3 separate regions of the Mus musculus genome follow, and all the other regions are linked to region 1. The links are chromatin contacts, called in public promoter capture Hi-C maps. All regions are on one chromosome and are shown on one strand. Each heading gives the region's core, a stretch centred on a gene start, on an enhancer-like site or on the middle of the called end of the contact. The rest is flanking DNA. Distances are from core to core; before and after follow the strand shown.

Region 1 (4,215 bases), core at 1,093-3,592:
TTGCTGGAGTATCCGGCAGGCATCACTACACCAGCTTTAAAACAGTAACACTATAGTCCAGGCTGGGCTGGAACTGTGCTCTGTAGCTGGGCTGTACCACATGAGCTGCTCTAAGCTCGGTGGGTAATGTAATGCATGTCTGTAAGCCACTGCTCAGGGAGCTGAGGCAGACGATCCCCAGCTCCAGCCTAGCCTGGGCTACAACAAGAGTGGAGTACCGTGTGTACAGTGAGACTAACAGTTTAAATCAGCAGCCGCAAGGCAGTGGCTGTTGGATGGTTAAAGTCAAATTCACACCCAGCGGTGAACAATTCACCAAGTTCATTGCTGGCTCAGTAATTCGTATTACACGGGCTCAGTTGCATGGCCATCAAGAAATGAACAGAGATGGGGGCTTTCTTTGGTCCAAAGCTCTAGGCATCCCCCACCCCCACCCCACCCCACCCTTGGCTCTCCAGTCACTGTGTTGACAGAGATACTGCAGGTGACAGGAGGGTGAGTCTGTGGCTCATATCCTGGCAATCTGCCTCCAGGGCTTAGAGTGCTCATTTTCATGCAGGGGATAATTCTAGGCTGAAGTTGGCGCTTTTATTTTCAGGCTGTAGAATGTGAAGAAGGAAGTGAAGATGATGAATCCCTCCGAGAAATGGTGGAACTGGCCGCCCAGAGACTGTACGAGGCTCTGACGCCGGTGCACTGACAGCCTTGCCTCCCAGACTCCCAGACTTTTTTACACTCAGCCAAGAGTTAACTTCTGTTCTTCAAATAAAATAACCTTAGTTTCTCCGGGGGTGCCTGTTTACTTTTGCATCAGATGGCTTGACTACTGCAGGACCACCAACTGATGTGTCCTTTATTCTCCAACTAATCCTCAAGGGAGCCACTTCTGCCTGAGCACCACACTGAGTCTGCCTCCAGGCACTTTCCGCAGTGTATGCTGAAATCTTCAGCTCTCCGTCTGTCTTCCTCTGGTCTGTACTGGCAAATCTGAGTTTTGAGTTGAATGCAAATGTTGTGCCACAGCTTTGAAACCCCTGTTCTCCACACCCTTACCCAATTCCTTGGCTTATGATTCTAAAACCACCACTTTTAGGACTCATCTGTTATGGGATCTACATGTTCAATTCAGAGATGGGGTTTTATGCCTCAGATGTAGTGTGAGTTAGTTCATTAGTCTGGTTTTCTAAAGGACATAAAATTCAGACCAAGGAGAAAGTGGGTGGAGCTCAGTGATGTTTCTCTGATGTTAAAATTAGTCAGTTCAAGCCAGATTCAAGTACATAAAAAACGCAGGTTTGTTGGGCCATCAAGTTCACTGGTCCCAGGGCTGTCAAGATGGCTCAGCGGGTAAGACCACTGACTGCTCTTCTGAAGGTCTGAGTTCAAATCCCAGCAACCACATGGTGGCTCACAACCACCCGTTATGAGATCTGCTGTCTGAAGATGGCTACAGTGTACTTACATATAGTAATAAATAAGTCTTGGGGCTGGACCAGAGCAAGCAGAGGTCCTAAATTCAATTCCCAACAATCACAACCATCTGAACAGCGTACTCATATACATAAACAAATCTTAAAAAAAAAAGTTCATTGACTACTACAGAAGAGTCCAGCCCCTGTGCTGGACAGTCCAGGGTTGGGGGCAGGGTACCAGGTAGGGGCTGAGCAGCGATGCTGAAAGAACCTGGAGGCCAGGTTTGCTATCTATGTAAAATAGCAACACTTCAGTTCCTTGCTGGGATTGTCACCCTTCTCAAGGGAGTGCTTCTCCTTCAGAGCACACTATCAAGGCAAAGAACTTCGCCCATGTAGCCTGTCTTGTCTACCTACCCTCTTGGGTGTGTAAACGCTCCGGTGCTTTGCTAACAGTGTAAATCTGACTTCCTTAAAATGAAATTTCTATAAAACAGCCAAATTCCCATGTTTTTGGCCTATACCAAAAGCCTAGGGCCCCCATAACATACAAAAATTTATTACATAAAACTAGAAATTTCCTTTTAATAGCTGGGGCATGTGATACCGTGAAGTCAGGCGGTCTACAGTGAGGGTCCCTAGACACCTCTATCTTTTACTGTGCCCATCAAGTCCAGTACTGGAAGAGGAAATCCTCCACTTGGGCATGGCCAAAAATGGACGAGTGCTCCTGCTAAAAACGAGATTTCCAAGCACCACAGCTATCCCCAGTCTCGGAGAGGCGGGGTTGGGGTGAACCGGTGGCAGGACTCACCCGGCCGGGGACACTCGCTTCAGGAGACCTGAGTGCAAAGAGGTTTGATCTGGGGCTCACCCCGCCCACGGCTAGCCCCGCCCGCAGCTAGCTCCGCCCACGGCGCGAGGCTCCTCCACATCCGGCGCAGCCCTGCGGGGTTTTGGGCTTTCTACCATGTCGCTGTGCGAGCGAGCTGCTAGCGGGAGCGCTCTGCTCTGGCCTCGCGTGTTGCTCTTCGGGGACTCCATCACGCAGGTACCCGCCGCACCCTCGGCTGCATCCGCGTGCGTGTCGGAGCAGTCCAGGCGCGGTTCTCCCCCACCCCACCGTGCTCCGCGAGCCGGTACGGATCCCGAGCTGCCCGACTCCCCCGGACTCTGGATGGCCCGGTGCGCGTCGGGGTGCACGGGAGCTTAAAGGGTCCGCCTTCGCTTGGTTGCAACCTCCTGCGGGTTCTTCACCGAAGCTACTTTGAACTTTGAACCGACTAGTTCACTCCTCTCTTCCTCAAGCGGCTTAGGTCCAGTACCAAGTGGTTTTTGAAAACAATGCTTTCAACAGCATGAAAAAGTAACCCTATCTGAAAACATATAGTTCCCGATTGAGGAAATTCTTCAAGATGCCTTCCTTCAGGGAGATTAAAAAACAAAACAAAACAAAAAAAGACGCTTCTCCACAATTTACTCGTACGCGGGCTTGGCTTTCCCTAGTAATTGGCAACATTGTTTTTAGATATTGGGCATTAAGTTTTTGTGAGTGGGCGAGATGGCGCAATACTGCTGGAGGATTGCCATGACTGTCAGGGAAATCAATAGAGCATAGGCTTCCTTAGTTTTCAGCTGTGGAGAAATGGGATAACATTATGTCAGCTGACTCAACATAGTTGAGCTTTCTGCTGTTCAGATAACGAATGTCTCTAATGTTAGGTCACAGTAAAACCCTCTCATGTCCAGAGAGTTTCCAAGTGAAGCCACAGTAATTCTCAAAATACCTTCCCAAGCAAGGAAGGCAAGAAAGAAGCCTGGGAGTGTCTAAACGGAGTCTGCATCTAACAGGCCTGGCCCACCACCATGCCATAGTGTATAGCTGTGTGGGTAGTAACAGACTTCTTTCTTCAGTTTTCTTTCCAGCAGGGTGGATGGGGCTCGTTGCTGGCTGACAGACTAGTCAGGTAAGAACAGTTCCTAGATTGTACTTGGCTACTTTCTGGTGGGAAGCATAGTCAGAGTGAATGGTGGAGGCTTTTATCTGCTAGCTTTCCCCTCCTGGATACATGTTAAAGGAAAGGAATTCAGGTTCAACAAAATCGAGTTTCTACCACATGGGAACCAGCAGCACTTGTATTGGCTGCTCTGCCTTCCTGGAACCTTTCAAACCAGCCTGTTAGTGGGTTCCTAACGTTCTGTACCCGTTTGGTTAACGTCTATCGGAAAGTCCATTTTAGATGTACCTTGAGTCACCACTAAAATGTATAGAATTAGACCCTTGTATGGAATTCATATCTCATTGAGGGACATGAGGAGTCTGGGCAGGGTGAGCGTTCCCATAAGGTTCACAGAACACGGGTTAATTATGGACAGCTCCCAGGACTAGGTTATGCTCTTAGCTCATAACCCATCTTTTTAACCAATTTCTTTCAGAAAGTGTGATGTTCTGAATCGTGGATTTTCAGGTTATAACACCAGATGGGCCAAGATTATCCTCCCAAGACTTATCAGGAAAGGGCCTGGGATGGAAAACCCAGTGGCCGTTACAATCTTCTTTGGTGCCAATGACTCTTCACTCAAAGGTAAGGACATCCCTAGATCACCTTTGGTTTGCCTGGACTCAAACAAATACATGTTTATATTACTCTCCCACCAGACTGCTTCTGTATCTCCCAGTAGAAAGCTTTCCCGGGAACTGAGTGTTCCTGGGGCTCGCTCGCCTGTGTGGGTTTCTTTGGGCTTTGATGTGGTCAGATTTGGCTCAGGTACTCTAGGGCTCATTTCCCATATGACCGCCTCC
Region 2 (4,215 bases), core at 775-3,274, 110 kb before region 1:
TATATTATTAGTATAGTGCTTTCATAAGCTGCCAGATATGGAAAGTCAATAGGAAAGAAATACTTCATGTTCTAGGTACTTAGCTCTGTTCTCTGGATGTCAGCCTCCACATGATTCTCTTTCTGTCCCAGGCCCCTGAGCACTGGTGTAAGTGCACACCCATGGCTCTTTTACTCACTGACCCAGCAGTCTTTGATGGAATTCATGCTGTGTCAGGCTTTATGCAAGGTGCTGAGTTAAAGGGATGTGGTTGGGGAGATGGTCGTAGGCATTGGATGTTTTCCAAAGTGTTCTGAAGACTGGAGAGATGGCTCAGCTGCAAAGAATGCGGCTGCTCTTCTAGAGGGTTCAGGTTGGATTCCTAGTGCCTACATAACAGTTCACAACCATCTATAACTCGAGTTTTGGGAGAACCCAATTCTTCTGACCTCTGAGGACTCCTGCAGGTATGTGATATACATACATTCACGTACACACGTGTACACATAAAGCCAAACAAATACATTATACATTAAAAAAAAAAAAAAAGAGTAGCCTCGGACAGTGGACTTCCATAGAGTAGGCTGAGATAAAGTACTTGGCTGGACTGGTCACAGCTGGAGTGGAGAGTGTGGAGTCTCAAGTTGCCACCTCAGATTGTTTACCTCGCCCTGGATGGGCTTTGCCTAGGGCTGGTGTCACTGCCCATACCTTGTTCCTTTTCTGAATGTCAGCAGAAGTCCCCTGGTTTCTCCTGGGCCTCAGTCCCTGCAGCAGCCCTGATGGGCTCTTGCCTCTGCTACAGTCTTGCTGTGCCTTCCAGATGGCTCTTCATTCATTCCCATGTCCAGAGCTGCTACGTGGACCAGCCACATATGTGCAGCAGGGCTTGTGAGCGCACCCCTGTATGGCTCTGGTGACCTAGTATGGTTGTGGTGACATAGCCTCTCTGCAGTTATGATCGGGGAAGCTTGTGCTGGGGAAGATTGGCCCAGAGTCAAGAGGACCTGGTATTTCTAGAATTTTTAAGGTGGTTTCCCTGACCGACTCAAAGCAATGATGGTTCATCAGAGAGTGGCTGCTCTGTCCTCCCCGTAACCCGAGTGCCAGGCTATGTAGGAAGTGGGTCGCTTCCTTGCTGAGTTTTTATTTTTAGGAAGAAGTTATTCTCAGATTTCCGTTTTGTTTTTTTTTTTCTTCTTCTTTATTTTGCACAAACTTATCAGTTGGGTAGCAACGGGCCACTTGTGGAAAGTGAATTACTTGGCCTTTTATGGCCACGAGCTCAATAACCTTCTAAAATATGAATCTTCCTGCTTCCTCTTTGGATGAGTGCTAGTGTGTGGGCATGTGTGGGGGCTGCATCTTCACATTGGCTAATTCATATTTGGGGAGATACAACAAAGCCCAAAAGCTTGGCTCTCAGACCCTGTGAACCTGAGGCCGCATGTGCGTTCTGCAGGCTATAAACTCCTTCCCACTCCCTCCTCGGGTATCTGGGTCCCGAGCCTCATAGCTTCCTCACCACAGCTGTCTTCTGTGAATATGAGAAGCCTCTGTGTGGTATCATCTTCTTAGGACAACCTCCATGTACCTTATTTAATTTTGCTTCTTAAATTCATTTTTGCTTGTCACATTTTGTTGCAGCTTTTTGAAGTATTTTTGAAGAATGCATCATGGATTTTTATTTCTCGTAAAGATAGCATTGGCATCCCTGGAGCAGCTGAAGGGGTAGGATGCTGTTTTGTAATAGAATCTAGAAGTAGGGCAGCCTTTGAAACGGTAACTAAAATGAGGCGGTCACTCTCAGAGGTGGAAGTGGGTGTTAGTAGTTACTGCTCAGAGCCATCATGGCCAGCTATACACGATGGACTTGAGATATTGCATTGATGAGACTTGGGAACCAGAGCTCTGGCGGGCTTTCCTTTCATGCCAGGAAAGGACGTGTGCTACAGTTAGATCCTCAGCAGATGAGGTACCTGTCAGGTGTGATGGTAGTATGATCGTGAAAGGCTTGGTATACGGGAGAGGACCAAAGATTGCATCTAAATAGTTCTATTTCCAGGTCTTGAAAGTCTGGTTGAACCGGCTAGAGAGTGTCTAACAGGCCAGAGAACAAAGTCCGACTTGATAGCGCCGATGATAAAAGCTCTTTGGCTGGAGGAAAATGCTTGACTAGGGAAAATGCTAATAGGCTTTGGGGAAAGATTCAAAGAGACACACACGGAGGTCACCAAAGCAGCCAGCCCTTGAGCCTCTGTACTTTGAAGCTGCTGGCCAAGCCTGGCGTTCTCCACAAGGAGCGCACTGACAGATGGGAGCTTTGAAAGGGGTGGGGGTGGGCATTATAGGTGGATTCGAGTAAGTATATCAAGGCTGTGACAAAGATGAGATCTATGTTTTTAGCCCAAGTTTTTAATCACTCTTCTGAGTGCACTCTCCAGGAAACATGTATGTGTGAGAGCCAGGTCCCGGAGCCCTTGGCTACATGCTTGCTTGCTCTCTCCACCTACCTTGGGGAGAGTTGCCAAGCTCCAGAGGTGCCTAGGGCTATGCACCTGTCCCCTCCCCAGGCACCACTGCCTTCAGGAGCTGTTGTGTTTTCTACTTTTCCTGTATTTGCATTCTCTGTCTCTTCCTCTTCTATGACCTAGCTACATTACCAGAATGCTAAGAAAATCATCACATAAAGAAAAACTTTAAGCCACAGGGATCACATGAGTTCACAATAGAAGCAAACCCAGTTTCTGGTTCCCATAACTCCATAGTTCTTCAAGGTTTCTGTGTCAATTTAGGAGGCCCAGAGAGGCAGGGGACCTGGCATTTCTGCCCTTACTCTGACCACAAACACCTGGACAGATCACACACTGCCACAGGGACTGAGTTGCTAATCCAGAAGCACAGTCTGTTCAGAACATACATACCAGATAAACCAAGAATGGTCAGTATCCGTGTGCGGATACTCACATCCGTGTGCGTGTCTAAGGAGTGAGGTAAGAACTCTAGCAGCCTGGTGTCAGTGTGTCCATAGCTCACTGTGTGTGTGTGTGTGTGTGTGTGTGTGTGTGTGCATGCATGCATGTGTATATGCATGTGTGTGCATATGTGTGTATGCATGTGTGTATATATATATACATGTGTGTATGCATGTGTTTATATGCATGTATATGAATATATGTATGTGTGTATGCATGTGTGTGTGTATCCATCACTAAGCTGAGTTACAGGCTACAATGTTTTTTTCATGACCCCTTTGTTTTATGACACACAGTATGAAAGAGTCTCACAGGATCACTGGTGAATTTAAAAGGAAAAAGGAAAAATCACCTATGTGAATATTGTATGTGAGACCCAGGCCATTTTCTTCTTGGCCCATATATAATTTTTAAAGAGATATTTATTTATTTATTTATTTATTTATTTATTTATTTAATGTATGTGAGTACACTGTAGTTTAGTTGTACAGATGGTTGTGAGCCTTCATGTGGTTGTTGAGAATTGAATTTTAGGACCTCTGCTTGCTCCAGTCAACCCTGCTTGCTCCAGCCCAAAGATTTATTAATTATATATAAGGACAGTGTAGTTGTCTTCTGACACACCAGAAGAGGGCGTCAGATCTCATTATGGGTGGTTGTGAGACACCATGTGATTGCTGGGATTTGAACTCAGGACCTTTGGAAGAGCAGTCGGTGCTCTCATCCACTGAGCCATCTCACCAGCCCCCTCAGCTATATTCTTATCATTTATTTTTAAATTTGTGTGTGTATGTGTGTGTGTGTAGGTGTGTGATGCTTGTGTGTCATTGGGTGGCCCAGAGGTCAGAAGACCACTCTGGGAATCCATCCTCTCCTTCCATAGTCTCTTTTTCTGCCGCTATATGTGTTTCTGGCCAGTTTTCCTGTCTTCACCTCCTTCTCACCGTAGGAGTGCTGGCATTAGAATGCACACCACATCTGCCTTCTTGTGTATGTTTCTCAGGAATGACTGAGTTCTGGGTGTCAGGCTTATCAAACAACTGAGTTTCCCCAGCCCAGCAGGGTGCCTGACTTACTTTTCCTATGATAAAATAGCCTATAAAAGCATGTTAAGGAAGAGAGAGTAAGGCAGGAGGCTCACGGTGTGTGTAGATGTAGTCTGCCAAAGGAAGGTTATGGTAACAGATGAGGTAGCTGGTCACAGCATATCAGAAAGCAAAGAGAGAAGTGGGGCCTTTGGCTTGGTGCCTCCTTTTTATTC
Region 3 (4,215 bases), core at 1,137-3,636, 90 kb before region 1:
AGAAAGCTGTTGTGGAGCTGAGATCCAAGGACCCCACCCCACCGCCAGCATTCCTCTGTGTGTCCCATCCCTGGAAACCTTATGTAAACTAGTAAGAGGTTTGCTCTTGAGGACTGTCTCCCACTGCCCACAGGACCTGCATCTTTTTTTTTTTTTTTCATTTGTTTTTAAACAGGCCAACCGGCCACCTGCCAAGCTCAACCTGCTAACCTGCCAGGTGAAGACCAATCCTGAGGAGAAGAAGTGTTTCGACCTCATATCACGTAAGTTCTTTCCCAGACTGAGCAATGGTCATTTTACGCATACCTGGAGCTTCAGCCTTTTGAAGGCCGTAAGGTGGTCTTAAGGTGGTTGGGTATTATGGCATAAGCTTGTAAAACCAACACTCAGGAGGCTGAGACAGGAGGATTATGAGTGTGAGGCCAGTGATCTGCCTCTTATCTTTCTAGTGCTGATTGGTGGCTTGCTGGTCCTTGGTTAGACTTGGCCTTTGAAGCCAACCCTGTCCCACCTGCTCTGTAAATTGAGAGCCACCCTCTCCACTTGAGCCTCAGCTACTCTGGATGAATCTCAGCCCTAAAATCCTTTCACCTGCCTTCTTCACATGACAGTTTTGCTGTGTGGAGTTTCTATAATTTGTTTGTGTGGTGTTTTAAATGCTATATCTGGAGGCCAGTGAGGTGGCTCAGTGGGTTAAAGTCCCTTGGCTGCCAAGCCTGACAACCTGTGTTTTATTCCTGGATCTCATGTGGTAGAAGGAGCAAATCTATTTCTGCAGGTCACACACATACACACACACACACACACACACATACACACATACACACACACATACACACATACACATACACATACACACATATACACACATACACACACACATACACACATACACACACACATACACACACATATACACACATACACACACACACATACACACATATACACACATACACACACACATACACACACACACATACACACACATATACACACATACACACACACACACACATATACACATACACACACACACACCATGGTGCACATAAGTCCTCTCCCTACACAAAACATAAGTAAATGTAATAAGGTTTTTTTTTTAAAGCTCAAAACAAAAATGATTAGGTTTTTAATACAGCCCTTTAACTTGAGTTTTTTTAAAGTTGTTTATTTTTCCCACTACAGAATTTGCATTTTTGCTCCTGTGTATTTCTCAGCTTTGTGGTGTACACAAAAGAACTGCCATAACCAGCAATTACAGAAATCGTTTACTCAGAACCTTCCAGAAACAAGGAAGGGGCTCATGACATCTTAAGGAAAATATGATAAATACCTTTTGTCCCCGGTCATTGTGCGTGGCATGATTATAGTTCAGGAAAGGGTGGGCCAGTCTTCCCTCTGAAGTGGTGTCCCCAGCAATCCAGCACAGCAGTGGAGTTTACACAAAGCACTAGCCTGAGGGGCCTAGGCTGTTGGCGTGTCCATCAACCCTAGCATGCCATCCCACGGTCTGATTAATTCTTCAGACCACATGACTGAGACCTCAGAGCCAGTGCGATGTGATTTAACACTCAAAGCAAATCGAGAAGTCTGGTCAAGCCGTCTCCACCACCTGTGTGGCTTGTACCCCTCAGCAGGCTTCAGTCTGCAGACCCACTACACTGAGCCACAGGCCAAGCTGAGCTAGGTGACAGGGGAGCCATCTTTATGCTGAGCTAGGGAGATTGCTCAGTGGGTTAGAGCACTTGCTGTAAGCATGTGCCTCTAACTCCAACTCTGTGAGGGAGGGAGAGACAGGATCACTGGGTTGGGGTGGGGGGAGAGGGAGGGAGAGAGAGAGAGAGAGAGAGAGAGATTGATTGATTGATTGTGTTGCTTCCTGTCTCCTCAGTCTGGTAGGTTCCATGTGTAGCAAACCTTACTCTCAGAATTCCATCTACAATGTAAAATGCTAAGCCTTGACTGTATTTTACATGTGACCACTACCGGGTCACCTCCTCTAGACTGTAACCTAAGCTTGAGTTAGAGGAGAAAACGTGATGGTGTCATTAGATGTCTGCTAGTGGCTGGAAAAGCAGGTTTTCAACCCTTCTTTAAAAAAAAAAAAAAAAAAAAAGATAGCCTGTTAAAAAGATGTTACCCTATGCGTGAGTTCCCTTGGGTACCACGACAGGACTTGGTAGCCATCTGAGCTTGGCCGAGCTTTGGGTACCACAGTGAGGTAGGTGCAGCACCTCCTCAGCTGTCACCACGGTGCAGAAGCACTTGCTCCAGAACCTTTCTCCTGCGTGTTTTCAGCTCATCAGGGAGGAGTGAGCACACATAGGAAGGGCACACAGGCCTGCTAGGTGTGAATCGTTGCATCCTGAGGATGTGGGTGAAGTGACTAGTGTGTGAGTCTGGTTATGCCCGAGGGCAGTGATGCAGACAGACTTCACCGTGATCACACTGTTGACTTTGTGGCAGCTTGAGATGTTCCGTGAATCTTGGCCACAACCACCGTTCGCTGTTGTGGCTATGCAGATGCAGAACACTAGTTATGTTGAAAACCTGTCTCACCCACTACTCCTGCTTGGTCTTCAAGGGGCAAAATTAATTCCAGTCCTACCCAGTTTTCAACTCAGCAGATGTTCAAAGTATCTAATACCTCTGGGAACATCTGGTGGGAATGCTTTCTGCAGAGCTGCCGGGGCTTAAGCTCATGTAGAGACCTGAAATGCACGGGCTAAAGCTCTGATGCTAGTGCTGTCCTGAGAAGGTGGGAAGGGTCGGGGGTGGGGACTGGCTCATTTAGCACCCTATTCCCTCTGCCTCCTGACTAGTGGAGCAAATGCCATCAAATGTCCTTGATTTTAACATAGTTGTTGGGAAATCAAAGATGAACCCAATGCCAGGCCAAGAGACAGCAGGCCTGTGAGAATGTAGCTGCTCCCCAGGAGTCATCCTTCTCCTCACTGATCATTCTGTATTGAATCTGCTGAGAGGATGACAGGCTGGCTGGCTGCCTTGAGCTCCTGCCTGCAAGGCCCGCCCCCACTGTTATCTCCCGCTCCCAAACAGGGGCTTCCCATTCTGATCTAGAGGGAACGTGTTCCTCTAGGGGGATCTGTCTGCAGTAAAGCCAGCCCTTTGGGACCTGTCCAGTCTTGTGCCCTCAGGCACACTCTTGAGCCATTGTCTTTGAGCCACACAGGCACCCTAGGAAGGACTGTGGTTAGAATTATGAGATAACTTGGCCAGTCTCCCAGACAGGATAGAGCTCAGAGGGCCTTGGTGGCATGCCTTTCTACAGCCCCAAACGCTTCTCTTGTGGCAGAAGCTCATGGAAACTGCCCTGGTCTAGGTGGCTTTCCAGAGAGCCTGCAGAGAGGGCGTTATTATTGGGACACTTTGTACAGAATGACCTCCCATTTCTCCAGTGCCCAGTGGGATTACTGGCAGAATTAGTCAGCAGATGACAAAGCCACACCCAACCTGGCTGTAAAGTAGCTCAGTGTGGGCCCAGGACACTGACATGCCCTCCAGTCACAGCTTCCTGAGAACTCTGAGGTCCACTTGGCAAGCTCCCAGCTAGAACTGTGGACCTGCCCCTCTGGCCGTCTTCCTAGGAGGCTGGGTGGGGCTGTGAGGTGCCTGGGAGAAGAAGGTGGCCATGCCTCTTTGCTCACTTCAGTCTGCTGCAATCCAGTATTTGTCTAACTTGAAGTAGTTCTCTTTGCCTGTTCCTCTCTTTGGTGACAGATAGATTGTAAACAAGTGATGTCTGACTCCCCCTGGTGTTAAGATTTTAAAGAAACAAAACCTCTGCTCTGAGCCTCACTTGTGTCTGCACTTGACCCCTCTTGATACTTGGCCCCAATTAGACGGCCCATCAAGAGTCTTTCTAAGACAAGGAGTGAAAACTACTACTGCAGAGCTGTCTACTCATTATATTTTCAAAAGCATTTATTTGTGTGTGTGTGTGTGTGTGTGTGTGTGTGTGTGTGTGTGTGTGTATTTGCACATGTTCATGTGTTCGTGTATGTGTGTACATGTGCGTGTGTTTATGCATGTGTACCCGTGTGCATGCATGCGTGTGTGAGTGTGTGTGTGTGTGTATATGTCAGTACAATTTAGCCAGTATGTATTACTAGAGAAATCCGCATTGAGGAAGGACGCAGGCTTGGTGCTGTGAAATGGTACTCAGAATGTATCCATTTCCCACTCCTGTCC

The links. Promoter capture Hi-C pulls out the DNA fragments that hold promoters and counts their contacts.
Region 2: a contact with region 1 is called in a promoter capture Hi-C map of liver. The contact joins the enhancer-like site here to the promoter of Iah1 in region 1. A contact is called at or near these places in 9 of 39 promoter capture datasets (the C10 cell line, cranial neural crest, embryonic stem cells and 6 more) and 3 of 9 other capture datasets (adipose tissue, liver and pancreatic islet).
Region 3: a contact with region 1 is called in a promoter capture Hi-C map of liver. The contact joins the enhancer-like site here to the promoter of Iah1 in region 1. A contact is called at or near these places in 9 of 39 promoter capture datasets (the C10 cell line, cranial neural crest, embryonic stem cells and 6 more), 1 of 484 Hi-C or Micro-C datasets (pre-megakaryocyte-erythroid progenitors), 3 of 115 datasets of contacts at active chromatin or transcription factors (effector CD8 T cells, embryonic stem cells and pancreatic cancer cells) and 3 of 9 other capture datasets (adipose tissue, liver and pancreatic islet).

The regions. Positions count from the first base shown.
Region 1 is chr12:21,314,050-21,318,264 of GRCm38.p6, forward strand. It overlaps Iah1 (isoamyl acetate-hydrolyzing esterase 1 homolog), which reads left to right and starts at 2,343. Exons shown (of 6, transcript NM_026347.3): 1 at 2,343-2,463; 2 at 3,327-3,379; 3 at 3,849-3,997. The coding sequence starts at 2,383. Cpsf3 (cleavage and polyadenylation specificity factor 3) reads left to right here. Exons shown (of 18, transcript NM_018813.3): 18 at 599-1,007. The coding sequence ends at 700.
Region 2 is chr12:21,207,332-21,211,546 of GRCm38.p6, forward strand. The region is part of intron 7 of Asap2 (ArfGAP with SH3 domain, ankyrin repeat and PH domain 2); the gene reads left to right. Among named protein-coding and RNA genes, the nearest start is that of Gm40855, 42 kb to the right of the region's middle. Within about 2 kb of position 2,025, at least 47 of the 459 cell types and tissues checked have an H3K27ac peak or open chromatin away from gene starts, as enhancers often do. A contact at or near this core is called in adipose tissue, hematopoietic stem and progenitor cells and liver, where this site is marked.
Region 3 is chr12:21,224,130-21,228,344 of GRCm38.p6, forward strand. It overlaps Asap2 (ArfGAP with SH3 domain, ankyrin repeat and PH domain 2), which reads left to right. Exons shown (of 29, transcript NM_001135192.1): 13 at 176-263. Among named protein-coding and RNA genes, the nearest start is that of Gm40855, 25 kb to the right of the region's middle. Within about 2 kb of position 2,387, at least 155 of the 459 cell types and tissues checked have an H3K27ac peak or open chromatin away from gene starts, as enhancers often do. A contact at or near this core is called in adipose tissue, effector CD8 T cells, hematopoietic stem and progenitor cells and 3 more, where this site is marked.